Linked DNA regions of Ovis aries: region 2 is linked to region 1. Evidence: chromatin contacts called from public Hi-C data. All regions are on one chromosome and are shown on one strand. The core of a region is the stretch at or near the end of the contact, and the rest is flanking DNA. Distances in the headings are between cores, read along the strand shown. Region 1 overlaps WDR73 (WD repeat domain 73). Region 2 overlaps SLC28A1 (solute carrier family 28 member 1).

The links. A called contact is a pair of places that touch in the nucleus more often than the background predicts.
Region 2: a Hi-C map of hypothalamus shows a contact between it and region 1, with 8 times the contacts expected there. The contact joins two enhancer-like sites. A contact is called at or near these places in 11 of 16 Hi-C or Micro-C datasets (blood, hypothalamus, liver and 5 more).

What each region holds. Positions count from the first base shown.
Region 1 is chr18:21,617,907-21,620,514 of ARS-UI_Ramb_v3.0, forward strand. WDR73 (WD repeat domain 73) reads right to left here. Exons shown (of 8, transcript XM_004017765.5): 6 at 235-399. Among named protein-coding and RNA genes, the nearest start is that of WDR73, 8.5 kb to the right of the region's middle. Within about 2 kb of position 1,330, at least 6 of the 54 cell types and tissues checked have an H3K27ac peak or open chromatin away from gene starts, as enhancers often do.
Region 2 is chr18:21,885,072-21,887,679 of ARS-UI_Ramb_v3.0, forward strand. The region is part of intron 10 of SLC28A1 (solute carrier family 28 member 1); the gene reads left to right. Among named protein-coding and RNA genes, the nearest start is that of SLC28A1, 47 kb to the left of the region's middle. Within about 2 kb of position 1,315, at least 7 of the 54 cell types and tissues checked have an H3K27ac peak or open chromatin away from gene starts, as enhancers often do.

The DNA of each region.
Region 1 (2,608 bases), core at 80-2,579:
GCAGCCCCAGGCTGAGTGAGTCACGTCCCTGGTGCCCCCCATCTTGCAGGTGCACTCAGCTGGCTGGGTGCTGCTCTCAGGACCACCTCCCCACACCCAAAACAGGAGCCCCTGAGGCCAGGCCTCGCCTCTCATTCACCTCACTTCCACAGCAGCGGGCACGCAGGGCTGAATTTGGATTCCAGTGTGGCTGAGCAGGGCTGGGGGGGGAGGAGCTGGAAAGGACTGTGGTACCTGAGGTGTACATGGTCTTCTGTGAGTCCAGATCCACCACCTTCAGGCTGCTGAGCCTCGTGCCATGGAGGATGCCGGGTGCCACTGATGGGAAAACGGCCACCCTGGGCCAAAGAGGCTCCTCGCTCTCGTGCACATCAATGGTGCTGACAGCTCTGATGACATCTGGCGGGAAGCGGGAGAGGCTCAAGTCCAGAATGTTAAGGCAGGTCTGCAACATCGCATGGGAAGGGCCAGGCAGAAGGTCAGGGGAGAGAAGGAGCTCACTGTCGGCGAGGGAAGATGTGGAGACGCAATAGCCCCGCACTGTGCTCCTGACTCTGGAGCTGTCAGGGGCACTGCCATTTCTCTATGATTTGTCTCATGGACTGTTTCCCAAACCGGAGGGAATGAATGACAGCGGCCACATCCAGGCCCGCCAAGCAGCTCTGGCTTTTTATAGTTTTGTGGAGAACAAATAAAGGAAGAGAAAAGAACACACCGGCACTGTCGTTTATAACAGGAAGAGTTCACGAAGTAACATTATTTCTTCAAAAACATGTCCCGTGACCTCAAGCTGTTTACTGAAGCCTAGCAGGTGAAGGGTACAACACAGATGTCTTCAAATGTAAACAGGGCAAGAAAGTCCACGTCTTTTTCACACTGAACATCGACACACTTGACCTCAGGCTAAATCAGACTCGAGCTCTGTTCACCTCAGCCTGCTTGGACAGCAGGCAGGTTCCCATCCTCTGCCACCTCCATGCGTAACAGTTCAGAACAAGCAGTTTGCTGTACACGCTATTGTTACTTAAAGGGAGACACCCATTTTCCATTTTCTAGCTCCTAGAGAGGGCTCGCTGTTTGGTTTCCAGGTTCTCTGAAGAAAATGGAGATCTGTATTTTTACACTCTAGATGAAGAAGGGATGGCCGGCCACAGACACAGACACAGACACACAGACACACAGACACACAGACACACACACACACACACACACACACACATCACAGAGGGCGTGGCCAGGCCCAGCTGCCTGCAGAGGCCCCCTGGGCCCTGCTCCCCAAGTCACAGGCTCTCGGTGCCCTTGGTGCAGACTTGCAGAATGTAACTGCGCTGCCCCAGGGACTGCAGGGGGGTGGGGCTCGAAGCAGACACAACAGCTGAGCCTCAGGCCCAGAGTGTCTCTAGGGGCGCCAGTGAGGCCGAGATTCAAACAGCCCAGCCGGCCTGACTCTCCCGGGCCTCACTTAGATGGCTCCCTCTTCCCCTTCCACAGACTGCAGGGAGCCTGGCAGGGATCCCCCAGGACCTGCTCAGAGCCAGGGGTTCTCAGGTGGGATCTGTCCCCTGACGGCAGGGAAGGAGGCAGCTGAGGGAAAGCCATCAAAGGCCGATTTCAAAGATGCAATGGAAGACAAAAGCTTTGGAGCTGCTGACTGGACAGTCACTCCACAGTTAACAACAGGAAAGAAATGCAGGTTCCTCCTCCTCCTCCTCCCCTCTCTCGGGGGAAAATACCCCCTTTACGAAAGCACACCACCCTCACCAAACCAACTGAAAGGAAAAATTACTATGAAGTCAAAGCAAAAGATACTGTGAGTCACCTCCAAGAACTGGGCAATAAAAGAAAGTGGAGACTTCCCTGGGAGTCCAGTGGTTAAGACTCTGCCTTCTAATGCAGGGGATGTGGGTTCATTCCCTGGGCAAGGAACTAAGATCTCACTTGCTGCAGGACAACTAACCCGTGCACCGAAAATACTGAGCCTGGGCACTGCAACACAGATCCCGCATGCCACAACTAAGACCCAGTGCAGTCAAAAGTAAATAAATAAAGATTATTTGAAAAGAAGAAAGCAAGAAGGTTGTGTCTGAAGATTAAACCAGCAGAACAGGTCACAGCAGCTGTAAGCAACCTCCTTCAGGGGTCAGAATGGCTCCAGACCTGAGATACTGAGCGAATGTATTACCGGATTGAAAGGAAAGTCGTGGCCACGAGAGGGCGCTGTTGAGCCACCAAAGCCCAGAAATCCGGGCAACCGGTGGGGGGAGGGGCGGGAAGAGCCGCTCAGACTGAAGCCTTCAGTGGAAGCCTCAGGAGACAGGTGGCTGACACCGTTAGACATGTCTTCATCTAAAGACATCCTCAGCAGATTCCTCAGCCCCCGAGCTGAGAGGAGAAGCCACAGCCCCTACCTGCAGGGGCCTGGACAGCACCTAGGCCTGGGGAGCTGTGCCTTCACGAGGTCTATGCTGTGTATGGGGAAGGAACTTGGAGAACTCTTCCTGGTGGCTTCCCTGGTGGCCCAGACGGTAGCGTGTCTGCCTGCAACGCGGGAGGCCTGGGTTTGATCCCTGGGTCAGGAAGATCCCCTGGAGAAGGAAATGGCAACCCA
Region 2 (2,608 bases), core at 65-2,564, 270 kb after region 1:
GGGGTCGCAAAGAGTAGGACACGACTGAGTGTCTGAACAACAACAGCAGCAGCTTACCTTTCCCAGCACCCGGGCTCTCCTGATGCTGTGCCTGAGTGGGCCAGGGGTGACAGAACGACCTGAACTGTCCCCTTCTCTGGTCCCAGATTCCACTTGTCTTTCTCTCCGGTGTCCTTGGGGATGGGGAAACCCGCTCCTTGGTGCTCCCTTCCCTCAGAACACCTAGGCCACACTGGGAGGCTCAGCCCCACATACTCACAGAGCTGTCTGGGCAGGATGGCTGCTGCCACGTGATTTTCAAGAAGGCCCCTTGCACTCTGGGGCTTTGTCTTCTCCTGGCAAGTTCCATGTAGAATGTTAGCATCTGGTTTACAGCTTGTCTCACCTGGGCCTAGGAAAGGCCCATCAGAGCTGGTGCATGCCTGCTCCTCCCCTGAAACTCACCATCAATTGATTTTGGAAGGAATTTGATATTTCAGAAACGAAAACTAAAGACTTTCGTCCCAAAACTCTTCATGGTGGCTGTTGAGGGAGGGGCTTCCCTATTATCCTCAGGACTTAAAGACTTTCTAATTTTTTTTAAAATAATTTATTTTTGGCTGTGCAGGGTCTTTGTTGCTGGACACTGGCTTTCTCTAGTTGTGGCTAGTGGGGGGCGGGGGTCCTCTTCATCTCGGTGTGGGGGCTTCTCATTGCAGTGGCTTCTCTTGCTGTGGAGCACGGGATCTAAGGTGCATGGGCTTCAGTAATTGTGGTACATGGGCTCAGTTGCCGCATGGCATGTGGAATTTTCCTGAGCCAGGAATCAAACTGGTGTCCCCTGCATTGGTAGGCAGACTCTAAACCACTGAACCCCCAGGGCAGTTCGAAACTTAGAGCCTTTAAATGTCTTAACTTTGTCCTGGGTCCCACAGGCAGTTGAAAGAATGGTGTTCTTTCTACCACATGAGCATGAGCGTTGCTGCTATTACTTAAGACTAAAGTACTGGAAAAACTCTTATCCCTTTCCCACAATCGTCTTACAACTCAGCCTCTTTTCTTTCTCTTGGTTGAGCCAGAGTCCAGGCCTAGCCCCAGGCAGGCCGGCCTCCCTAATGAAGAGGCCCGGGGTCCCACTCCCCTTTAGCTCCACAGAAGATGCAGAGGCCGCCCAGATCAGGCACGTGGCTGCGGGTCTCTATCCACAGCCTCTGGTCTGGAAGCCCCAAACTAGTACCCTAGCTGGCCTGCTGAAAGGCCACATCCCCTTCCTCCTCCCCTCAGACCTCTGGATCTGCCTCCAGTCTGGCCACAGAGAAAATCTCTTCTGCCCCCACCTGGCTCTTGGCTGCCACTGCAGCAACCCGGGACGGGGCGGGAGTCGCTTCCTCCCACAGCCCTGCCATCCCACTCTCTCCTCTCTCTCCTATTACTCTCTCCTCCAGGCAGTTCCTCATGGAGTCTTTGGACTCTGCCCTTAGCGCCTGAATTCCAGAGAGATCTCAACTCTCTCTCTTCTTTTCTCTTTGATGCTCAACTTCTGGGTTCCCTCTTCCTGCACCTTCCTGTTGCTAAAAGCTGATATTTCTAGACCTGCACTGTCAGTCAGAGTCAGTAGCCACTAACTACTGTTGAACCTTGAACTGTAGCTGGTCTGAAATGAGGTCTGTGAGACTTGGTGTGAAAAAATCAATTAATATGTTTTATTGATAAGTTCTAGGGCTTCCCTAGTGGCTCAGAAGGTAAAGAATCTGCCTGCAATGCAGGAGACCTGGGTTTGATTCCTGGGTTGGGAAGATCCCCTGGAGAAGGGAATGGCAGCCCACTCCAGTATTCTTGCCTGGAGAATCCCATGGACAGAGGAGCCTGGTGGGCTATAGTCCATGGGGTCGCAAAGAGTTGGACACAACTGAAGGATTAATACTCCACTTTACTTCATTGATAAATTTTTTTTTCGTTTTTTGTTTTTATACTTTTCTTTTTTTACTTCATTGGTAAGTCTTCCATTGACTACATGGGTAAATGATATGTCAGATATATTGGGTTAAATTAAATACATCATCAAAATTAATTTCATCTATTTCTTTTTACCTTTAAAGAAAGATTTATTTTTATGTATTTGTTTTTGACTCCGCTGGATCTTTGTTGCTGAGCAAGGGCTTTCTCTAGTTGTGGCGAGCAGGGGCTTCTCTCTGTTGCAGTGTGGGGGCTTCTCTGGTTTCAGATCATGGACTCTAGAGCACAGGCTCAGTAGCTGTGGTGCTCTGGCTTAGTTGCCCTGAATCATGTGGGATCTTCCACGACTGGGGATTGAACCCTGGCATTGACAGTGGATTCTTAACCACTAGACCACTTGCTAGAAAACTTAAATCACAGGTGTGCTTTCCATTATATTTCTATCAAATGACACTGGTCTAGACTTGGTCTGAAGTCCCAAGGGACCTCAATGAATCCTTTCATTGTGACCTCTACACACATGTCCCTTTTTAGCGTGTTTGCCCAAAAAACTCTAAAGCAGCTGCGAGCTCTCTCTCTAGGCCCAGGAACTGGTCTCCTTACCTACTCCTCTGGCTGGGGACCACTGTGAGAGGAGACCCAGATGTGTACCTCAGGCTGTGAACACGTCATG